2 separate regions of the Mus musculus genome follow, and region 2 is linked to region 1. Evidence: chromatin contacts called from public promoter capture Hi-C data. All regions are on one chromosome and are shown on one strand. The core of a region is the stretch at or near the end of the contact, and the rest is flanking DNA. Distances in the headings are between cores, read along the strand shown. Region 1 overlaps Casc1 (cancer susceptibility candidate 1). Region 2 overlaps Gm38475 (a long non-coding RNA gene).

Region 1 (5,523 bases), core at 3,007-5,506:
AAAATCCCAGGCCTGCTAAAGCTTTTTGTCTTTAGCTGCTAGACTTTGCACAAGGTTCTCAAGGTTTAAGTGGGAGCACAGTGTGTGTGTGTGTGTGTGTGTGTGTGTGTGTGTGTGTGTGTGTGTGTGTGTGTGTGTGTGTGTGTGTGTGTGTGTGTGTGTGTGTGTGTTAGGGGTAGGAAGAGCTCTGCTTACAACAAACTCTAGCATTGTAGGAGGCTACACACAATAAGTATGTATTACTGGTAAAACTATATTCCATAAAAGACAAAAAGTTTGATTAATTACTAAGTCCTTAAAACTGGACATTATCAGACCAAAAAAATAAAAATAAAAAAATCAAAAGATAAGTGGGAAGGTCATGGAGGAAAAGTAGATTTGGGGGCCATGTAAAATATGAAAGTTGGTTATTTCAACAAAATTAGACCCAGCTCAGGGAAGTGATGGACTGAGACTTTTGTGGGAACTATACAATCTAGTGACAAACACACAGACAAAAGTGGCACCTACAGTCACCATGGCAAGGAACATTCTCACCTCCACCTCCAAGACAAAGTCAGACACTCAAAAATATTACCCTGAGCAGTGGTCAGACTTAATTCGAGATATGCAGGCTGGCGGGTGTGCTGTACACGTCTAGTCCCAGTCCTCAGGGGGTACAGGCCCGAAGGTCATTACAAGCTTGAGACCTGCTTGTTCCACAGAGTGCTAGGCTGTACAATGTGACCCTGCCTCTCCCCAGGAAAGCTGACTAATATATCCTGTCCAAGTTTCTTCAACTATAAAATCCACAATGGATTTGGACTGTGTTACAGAGTTTGGAAGGGGAATGAGAGGGTAGGTGCAGAGCAGGCAGCAGGCAGCAGGCAGCAGGCAGCAGGCAGCAGGCAGCAGGCAGCAGGCAGGCAGTGAGACACAGGGATTGGTAGTGGTGTTTACTATCAGTCTGCTCCCATGCAAGAGGTACAGCAGGGCTCTCTGAATGCAACCTCTGGAGATAGGATACTGAAAGTTAACAGAAACAAGCAATAGATAGATAGATAGATAGATAGATAGATAGATAGATAGATAGATAGATAGATAGATAGATAGACAGATAAAAATTAAATCAAGTTAGGCAACTACTGGTCTCTTGTTGGTGCATGTTTAATAAACTAAACTCTTTAATTTTAAATGTATTTAATTTATAATTTATTGGCCTAAAAAGAAGCCAGAAATACTACTGTGTCTAAATTTAGAGGGTGAAGACATCTCTGACTTGGGGCTCATCATGTAGGGAATTGGGGTGTTCATGACAGAAGTTCCATAACCTACTTTATCATCCTAGATCTAGAAACAGAAACTCTTGCCTGGTATCAGCTATAGGAATGCTCCAAGGATGGGAGAAGGGATGTAGCCGGAAGGGTGGTGCGCTTGCCTAGAATGCAAAGGTCCTTGAGTTTGATCCTTGCACCACATAAAGCCTGGCACATGCTTGTGACCTGCACTTGGGGAGGTGGAGCTGGGCAGATCAGAAGTTCAAGGTCATCTTCAGCTACATAGAGTTTGAGTCTAGCCTGGGCTACTTGAGACAGTGCCTCAGAATATACAAACAACCAAATAAGAGGGTACAAAGATTTAAGCATGGCAAATATGCTTAGAATACACAGAACAGGTCACTGAGAAGGAAGAGCAGTGATAGTTGAGAGGACAGACATCATCAGACAGACACCAGACTTGTGAGATCATGTCCACCTTGTCAGGCTGCATCCAGTGACACCTGCCAGGACAAGACAGTAAAGGGTTCAGGCATGTGTTCATCCAGGTGTGTGCTCTCGTGAGTGTTCATTGCAACAGTGAGTACAGAGAAGAAATCAGTTATGATCTCACTAGCAACAGAAATTTAAATATTGTTCCCTGGGCTGGAGAGATGGTTCAGCAGTTAAGAGCACTGACTGCTCTTCCAGAGATCCTGAGTTCAAATCCCAACACCCACATGGTGGCTCACAACCATCTGTTATGGGCATCCAATGCCCTTTTCTGGTGTGTCTGAAGACAATGACAGTGTGCCCATATACATGACATAAATAAATATTCCCTTGTTTGGGTTGAATTATGAAGCTACTTTAATTGATGAGGCAGGTTACCAATGCATTCTGGGATCAGTGCTGAACGTCATTTGTCTGGAACATATTTTTTCCCTAAGTACATAACTTAATATTGAGTAGAAAAGTATGATTATTGATTATTGACAGTTTTTTTTTTTGTCTGAGAGGGACTGTGGAGGATTTGTGCTTCAAACATATTTCACTCTACAATGGCCTTGCCTTACTTTTCTGTGAAGGAAGCCTCCATTACACACCGAGGGTGGGGACAGAATACCTGCTAAGACTGCTTCACTCAGCAGCTTCATCTCCAGTTCAAGTTGGGTGGTTTGGGAATCCTCCCCTTCAGAGTCGGAAGTCTGCAATAGAAGAATGGCTGGCAGTGAGCATCAACATCCTCAGAAATTATTCTCTAAATGCAACAGGAGGGTATTGGTCCGTAAAATAGCCTAGAGACCAGGGTGAGGCTCTGTCTCAAAAAGCCAAACCAAAAGGACAACAAAACCAGCAGCAGGAACAGCGGCAGCAGCAGCAGGAATGGCTTTTTTAGCACTTAGCCTAAATGCTGTCACTTCAGGGACAGTCTCTGGCCTGTTGATTTGATTTGTGCGTATTTTGTCTCTTGATCACCCTATGCAATCTTTTCAGTACACATGCTGGTGTATATCCAGAATATAGTAGGCTGTCACCCCTCTACAAGGCTGCTCATTAGAGACAAGTCAGTAGACTGGGAGGTGGCCCAGCTGGCAAAGTGCCTGCCTAGCATGCAGGAGGATGGGGTTCAAGCCCCCAGCCCTGCATAAAACAGGGTGATGGTTTTTGTCTGTGATCCCAGCACTCTGGTGGAGGCAGGAGGATCAAAAGTCCAAGGCCATTCTCAGGTACACAGCCATTTGAGGCCAGCTGGGTTACATAAGATGCTGTGTCAAACCCCCTAAATCCAGAGAAACAACAACAAAGCAAACAAACAAAGCCCCCAAGATCATTCAATGGTAGAACCCTGAGGCCACATGGAGTCTTAGGTTCACTCTCTAGGACCAAACAGACACAACCAAAGAAAGGCAACATCAGGCTGAGTTTCTTATAGCAGATTTCACCTGAGAGTTAGACTGTGTGTGTGTGTGTGTGTGTGTGTGTGTGTGTGTGTGTGTGTGTGTGTGTGTGTGTGTGTGTGTGTATGCGTGTGTAGTATGAGCATGTTTGGGCATGTATGCCTCTGTGTGAATGTAATGTGTGTATACACATTCAGGCATGCACATGTGTGCATGCATGCTCTTGAGTGTACATGTGGAATTTTCTTATGCATGCTTGTTCAGTTTTTCTTTTGGAAGGACTGGGGATTTAAGCCAGGGCCTCATCCACACCGGCCAAGCATCTGTCGCTGAGTTACATTTCCAGGCCAGTTCAGTCCCTTAATGAGAGAGACACTTCGAAACTTAACTTTCAATTCAAAGACCCATGTCCATCTATCTGCTTGTTCCTCAGGGTAGTAAAATATTTTTGAAACTACTATTTTAAATGTTCTACTTTGAATAATTTCTCATTAATTATGCCCTACTCAAATTAGCCCTTTCTAAACATGTTGTGCTATAAACAACTTAGAATGTTTATGGTATTTTAAAATATATTAAACATTTAAATATTTTTATTGTTAAATATTTTTTTAAATATTTACAATATTTTTAAAAGCCATTCAAATCAATTAAGAGTCGGTATTAAGAGCCCTCTAGTGGCCAACTTCTTAATAAGCTCATGAAAAAAGAAACCTACACTGTCATTTAATGTCAGAGAATTTTCAATTTACATTACTCTTCACTCTCAACTTGACTAGATCCCACCCTGAACATGGACTTGCGATTCTGTGAGATGATGTCACAACCTAAACAGAAAGAGAAGAGAGAGAGAGCTGAACATGGACGTTCACAGTCTCTGCTGTCTGGCTGCAGAAACCCCGTGTATCGCTACCTCGCGCTCCCGCTGCTCCCGTGATACACTGCATCCCGTCATGCCATGAACCTATACAATCCCTTCTTTCCCTAAGTTGTCTCTGCCTGCTATTTGCCACATCAGTGAAAAATGAAAGTACATAGAAAACGCAGTATTGAGGCGCAGCGATGTCACTGCGAGCAACCTGGCCACGTGATCATAGCTTTGTCACCGCGAGCAACCTGGCCGCATGATCATAGCTGTCACCGAGCATCCTAGCCACGTGATCACAGCTTTGTCACCATGAGCATCCTGGTCGCGCGACCATAGTTTTAGAACTGATTTGGGGCGAATACGGAAACAGCCTAGAGCCATAAGCCACAAGAGCCCTAGAATTCTGTAAGCAAGAGCTCAGTGGCTGTCCGGGTGGAAGTTTGGTAGAAGACAATAATGAGAAATCAGTAGAGTGTATGGCTTTTCAGACAGGGTACAGCATGAGGCTTCAGAGAGGAAGAGGAGGAGGAGGAGGAGGAGGAGGAGGAGGAGGAGGAGGAGGAGGAGGAGGAGGAGGAGGAGGAGGAGGAGGAGCCGTTGTCCTGGGAACTAGGCTAGAAGCTGATGATGTCATATCCTGGCATAGGATTTCCTAAAAGTTTGAATGAGGCTGGATCCAAAAGTACTGAACTACATTGACATTTTAAGACAGAAACAGCCAGGCTGGTTGTGGTCACTGCTCACAGTGCTTAGATTCATAGTGAGGGGGTAGAGGGCTTTAAGTAATGTCCAGTTTGGCGAGGAAAGGGGTGAGTCTAAAGGTACAGGTGAGGAGGGTGGCAGCCCCTCTATGCTAAAACTCTCAGAGCCATTAACGGAAAATTGGGACAAGTGGGGGTGGGGGTAGGGTGCAACAGAGAGCAAGACCCCACCCATCAAAGGCTCTAACTCAGATCCTGCCTGGGCACTTTTGCCTCTGTGGACATCCTGCACATGTCCTCCTTACCATGTCAAGTGCTGTCAGGCTGGAGGTATGACAGCAACAGCACACATGCCTAATATGTTGAGAGGGGGCCTCCTGGAAATGGCCCCTCTCTCATCTCCCCACATTCTCAGTGTAAAGTGTTTCCTATCCCAACTCCCAGCCTGCCTTCACAAGCTCTGGGAAAGCGTATGAGGCTCCTGGCAACTGCCTGCTTCGGGGTTCTGAGATCTATCTGGGTATGCCACAGGATGCTCCGCCAATCATCACACCAACTGGAATCTACCCAGGGCAGCATTCAATGGTAATAGAAAGCAGACAGGCGTGGTTAGCCACATTCTCTAAGGCCATTAAGACTAAGTCAGGATTAAGCGTGGTCCTTCCAAGTTCAGAGAGTAAGTCAAACACCTGCTGGGACAGGTGTGAGACCCTAACACACACAGGTCCTGCCGCTGTTGTTATGAATTCACAGGCTTACGCTTTTAATGTAAAGTATTTCCAGGATCCGGGGATTGCTCAGAGCAGGCAAGAGCACGT
Region 2 (5,578 bases), core at 2,849-5,348, 400 kb after region 1:
GTGTGGGAAGCCGCACCGGCCGAGAAGTTGCAGGCAGTGACTCGCAGCGTGAGAGCAGGGGACAATCCATTTCTGGGGAGGAAAGGGTGCTGCCGAGAGACTGAGATGAAGCAGAAAGACCTCTGATGGTGACGGCCACCTAGTCCAGCCCTGTGTTGTCCTGCAGAAGGATAGGAGTTATTCTGGCTCCTGGTGACACAGATCTCAGCCCACCGTGGCAGGGAACACATGGTGGCTGCTCCTTCAGTGGGGAGAGTGTGAGCATGGCACGTCACAGAGCAGTGGACCAGAAGGCACAGAGCTAGGACAGGGACAAAGGTCTGTTGTCCTTGTGGTCTACCTCCCCTAGCAGATGCACCTCTTAAAATAGCACCAGAAGCTGGCAGTGGGGGTGGGGGAAGAGTCAGCCTTTAAAGTATGAACTCACAAGACCTTTCAGACTCACACCCTAACACTTCCTTGTGTCCAGCATGGCAATCAGCTTCAGAGAGAGACAGACCTGGGGCACTGGGAGAGTCAAGGTAGCCGGGGCTTTAAGAGCACAGGAAAGAAGGGTACGGCGTGGAGATGAACTCTGGAAAATGGCACAACTCCCTTTGAGTCTTCACTTGACTGATTTGGGGAAACCTTCTAAGCCACGTAAGAGCCATGTAGAAAGCACAAGAACGGTGTCCATAGCTCACAAAGGGCAAGCATGGTTCTCAGCTGTGAGGCCCCAAAGGACGCTTCACTGTCCTACAACGGCGGTCAGAACACTGAGGAGCGCTTTACCTCAGCCACCTGCAAGGCCATTAGCCACAGATTAAACGTTGCTCTAGTGTGTGGTTAAGATCCAAGAGTTAACAAGTCCCAGAATATTCCTCAGGAATCGTCACGGAAACACTGAAGCAGCGGGCATCTGAGGAGGCAACTGCAGAAGGTCTAGGATGGAGAGGAACAGCAGAAGGTGTGCCCTGGAAGAGGTGGATCAAATGTACAGAGAGAAGAAAAACAGTCAAACTAATCCAGGAAGTAGAGGTGTTAGAGACCGTAGATAGCAGGAGTAAGTCAGCTATTATAATTACTATAACATCATTATATCATACATTCATAAAGCCGATCAACTGTCAGAACCCATCACAGAGAGATGCCAATGCTAAAAGGCAGGCAATAATTGCTTATTTAGAGACAGGAGATATAATACTGACATACAATACTGGAGGAAATTAAGAATGCCTTACATGTTTCATTAGAAAAGATCTTTGAAGCTCAAGATAAAACTATAGAAACCATCAAAATTAAACACTAGGAATAAAAGAAAACATTACCACATATGTGATAGTTTCAAGTTGTCGAGTCTCAGTGGGATTGGGGAAAACTAAGGTGTGGAGGGAACCACATCCGAAGTCTTCCCAATCATAATACGAGACAAAGATGGAGAGACGAAGGGACTCCAGCACTGAGGGGAGATTCCTACTGGGATGACTCAAGCTAAAGCTGGTGGAAGGGCGCCTTTAAACACTGAAGCAAACCCAGCCTGAAAGCTGTCACTTGGTGAGCATCTCTTAATAACAGTGATGAGCACTTTCCCAGACATATCACAAGGGACGGAATTAACCAGATAAAGTAAGTTAACAGGAAAAGAAGGAAGGGAGGGAAGGCGGGAGGGCAGGAGGGAGGGAGGGACGGAGGAAGGGAGAGAGGGAAAGAGAAGAGAAGAAGAGAAGGAGAGAAAGAGAGAAAGAGAAAAGAGAGAGGGAGAGAAAGACTGACCAACTGCTAGAAATAGTGCCCATCAGGGGGCGGGGCAGTGGATGGCCCAGTGAGTTAACCGCTGGCTGGGGGAGCATGAAGATCTGAGTTTGACCCCATGTCCCTTGGAATTAACCGTCCTATAAGTTCAAAAAAATTGTTCTCACAAAGAGGGTTCCATAGTTTAAAAACCGAAATACTAATTATTAATATATCTGATCAATCTCTTTATAAGAATTTCTGATAAATTTTAGTAAATTAATTTCCAGTCAGGGAATATTATTCACCATTCTTTAACTTGATAATAACTTTCCTCTAAGACAATTCTGTAAAAAAAAAAAAAATTCAATTTGTAGCAAGTTATCACAAGAAATTGTACTGATTTAATAGTGACTACTACCATGGTAAGAACCTTTGGAAATGACGCTTGTATTTACATACTGCGTGGAGGGTGTTGCCTCAGTGCACATGAGGAGATCAGAGGACAGTTTGTGAGCATTCATTCTTTTCCCTGCACCATGTGGTCTGGCAGCCGAGCTCAAGGCATTAGGCCTGGTCCTAACCACCTTTCTGGCTGAGCCATGTCACCAGCCCTCATTTTGTACTCTCTTCTCATGAACCATTAAAATGTGCAATTGATTGGGGCCGGAACCATGCAGCAGGGTGCTGGCCAGGAATCCAAGAGACCCTAGGATTCAACAATCACAGCACTACAGAAAACAAGTTATAGGTAGATAATATGACCACCATATAAATGTGCGCATCTAAACCCCTCCCTCCCCCGCACCCCTGCCAATGCTTCTTGGCCCTTTCTCGATAACTTCTGTAGCTCTGCCTCTTAACACTGGAGAGAGTTGGAATCAGACCTTGTGCTTCTTTCATTTAGCAATGTGTCCTCAGTCTTCCTCCATGTGTGCTCATGCCTTGCTTGTTTTGTTCCTTTGTGGTTTGTTTGTTTTATGTTTTTTAAGATTCCACGGTGCTGTGTGTCAACCCCATCCACTCATCTATTGAGGAGCAGGTCAATGCCCACTGAGTGTAGGCATTAGCGATGAGGTTTTTATAAATGTTTATATGCAGAGTTTTTCGGTCAATTGAGTAGATGTTGAGGAGCTAAGTCATACAGCGTATCTTTAGCTCTGTTAAGGAGCTGTGGGCCACCTTAGAAAGGGCAAGAATTCCCCTTCCTCTTCCTATCCCATAGCTGTGCATGGTGCTATCTTAAGTGATAGCTGTGCACTGTTACTCCTTAATGTTTCCATTTGCCGTTCCCTAATGACATGGGATGGTCAGCATCACTTCATTCGGTAGGATATGAACAAGTACTAGGGAACGAATAGCACGTGCGTCATCATCTGCGCCGAGTGGCAGCACCTTGTCAGGGCTCTTGGTCAACACTCTTCCAACAGCAAAGTGAGAGTCTTCCAAGCACAGCGTGTGTCTGAGGCATCTCAGTTCAAGGACCCATTGTAACATCAGCAGGTCTCTGGTGTCGTCTCTAGAATGATGTGAGTAGATTGATGTTTTGCTAAGTACCATGTGTAGCATTGTATTTCATGGAACAACACAAATATTCCTTCTAGACCAGTATATATAAACTTTTCCCTAAGCATAGCCATCCACAACAAAAAATGCATTTCTCCATGATCTTCAGCTCATAAAACCATCAGTGACAGGGAGATGACACGGTCATGATGGCCTGTGTTGCATTTGTGTGTGTCCTGTGAATCACATCCTCTTATCTGAGATGTGAAAGGCTCCGTAGAACTGTGCACTCTCTTCTCCAGTCAAGGTGGCCCAATGTTGTTGAAAAAGCAAAATGTTACCGTAAGGGATGCAGGCACACAGCTGCAAAAGGCATGCCAGTGTCATAGAGAGGAGTCAGACTTTCCGCAGACTTTGGTTGGAGCTAACAGTAATAGCAACCATTTTTAAAACATGCAGCACTCATTTCCAAGGCATCTCCGCAGATTCAACGGCACTTAACAGTCCTGACAAGCCCGTGGAGGAGAGTGAGCAGAGCTGGCAGCCCTATGGCGCTGAGAAGTGGCTGCCACTCTCCAGCAGGCTGCCATTGTTCTCTTCCCCGTCTCTGAGCTCTTCAGTCTCTTAGTTACCACAAAACACGCATCTCATAAATGAGAGCTATGTATCAAGGACCTGGAGGAAAATGCTAATTTTGGACGTTTTTCCTGGCATCTCATCTCTTCTGACAGAAAGAAAAGCTACTCTCAGCAGAGTTTGATTGGTAATCAAGCACCTCACAGCTTCAAAGCGGTGAAAGAAGCGGCCATCTCTGGAGATGAAACAGACCGGGATTGCTTTTCCATCTCTCAGAATGAGGCTTATGTAAGGAAGAATTCTGAGATCTGTACAAGACTGCGTTTTCCCCATTTGTTCTCCCATGATCCTCAGCTCCATCCTGCTCTGCAGTCCAGGAAGATTACAGGAAAGCCAGCTACGCAGAGAGAAATGTGCTGCTTCCCGCGCACATAAGATACATGTGCGTGCTTGTCAGTGTGCGTGTGACTGCACCGTTCACACTCAACTACAGAGACAGAGAGTATGTGTTTAAGGCCAGTTGAAAATGATCTAGAAATACAAAGTATTTTCATACCCGTTGAAATGTAGCTTAGCGTCAGTTTTTGTGCTTCAGAACTGCCTTGATGTCTACATTTTTCTACTTAGAATATTCTTCAAAATTTGGTCTTTGGATTTTCAGAAAAGTGGGTTCTAGTCTGAGATGCACTTTATGTGCGAGCACCACACAGGTGTTTCTAAGGGTTGGGGCCTCACAATTGGTAGGCTGTAGCTAAGGTTCCTCTCTTGTCTGCCACGGTATCTTCCTAAGTTCCTCTGAAAGGTTGCCACTCATTTCCACTCATACTGTCTGCTTGTGGAACTTGCTCACTGGAATGTGATGGTCACTTTCTCCTATCACGCTGAACTGTGAACCATACAGACAATAATACTGTGAGCACGTGTGTACTGGTCAGAAGGCCACACGTCAGAGCATCTTCATACAAGAAACTTGGACCTCAAAAAGAGTAGGCAATTTGTTCTCAGTGAGAACCTGCATTTTCTACTTATTTAAATATCTGAACAGATTTGCCGCATGTATACAATTCAAAACATTTTTAGCCAACCCTTATGTTGTGAGAAAATTCTGGTTCTTATTGCATTTGTTTTTTTATTGAAGGACATGTTATATATCCAACTGAGAAACATTTTTAAGTAATGAAACATACTGCCTGTGGTTCACTGAGTTTACAATATGCTCTTTCTAAGACTTAGCTACTTTTATTTTATTTGTATAAGTCTTTCTGCCTGCATGTGAGTGTAGGCATCATGTACATTGTGTGAGTCTTTTTGCCTGCATGTATGTACACACCATGTGCACGTGTGTATGTGCACATGTGCACGTTTGTGGAAAGAAGAGGGTGTCAAGAGTCCCTGGCACTAGAGCTACAAGTGGTTGTGAGTCACCATGTAGGCACTGGGAACTAAACCTGGATCCTTTGTGAAAGCAGTAAGTGCTCTTAACCAGTAGGCCATTTCTCCGCCCCCTCTAGACTCCCTATATACCGTAATATACTCTCTCTATACAGCAGCTCATTTAATCTAACTACAGCAAGCTGCTAGGAGATGCATATACACCATCATCCTGGGCTGACACTGAGCACAGCATTCTAGCCTTCTAGTAGGGATGGCAAGCAAACCTCTGGGATCTATGTCTCAGGTGCTTGGAGAGAAGAGAGTGACTTGTGGCACATCAGAGGGCATTGGCCTCAGATCGTCCAGGGTCATTGTAGTGGAAGCTGCAAAGCTCATGAAAATGCAGCCAGAG

What was found. Promoter capture Hi-C pulls out the DNA fragments that hold promoters and counts their contacts.
Region 2: a contact with region 1 is called in a promoter capture Hi-C map of hippocampal neurons, with 1.8 times the contacts expected there. The contact joins two enhancer-like sites. A contact is called at or near these places in 4 of 39 promoter capture datasets (hippocampal neurons, liver, pre-B cells and 1 more).

The regions. Positions count from the first base shown.
Region 1 is chr6:145,183,450-145,188,972 of GRCm38.p6, forward strand. It overlaps Casc1 (cancer susceptibility candidate 1), which reads right to left. Exons shown (of 16, transcript NM_177222.4): 10 at 2,362-2,443. It overlaps Gm15543 (predicted gene 15543), which reads left to right. Exons shown (of 2, transcript NR_157240.1): 2 at 3,916-4,181. Among named protein-coding and RNA genes, the nearest start is that of Gm15543, 3.9 kb to the left of the region's middle. Within about 2 kb of position 4,257, at least 129 of the 459 cell types and tissues checked have an H3K27ac peak or open chromatin away from gene starts, as enhancers often do. A contact at or near this core is called in hippocampal neurons, where this site is marked.
Region 2 is chr6:145,581,698-145,587,275 of GRCm38.p6, forward strand. All of the region lies in intron 1 of Gm38475 (a long non-coding RNA gene), which reads right to left. Among named protein-coding and RNA genes, the nearest start is that of Gm38475, 30 kb to the right of the region's middle. Within about 2 kb of position 4,099, at least 40 of the 459 cell types and tissues checked have an H3K27ac peak or open chromatin away from gene starts, as enhancers often do. A contact at or near this core is called in hippocampal neurons, where this site is marked.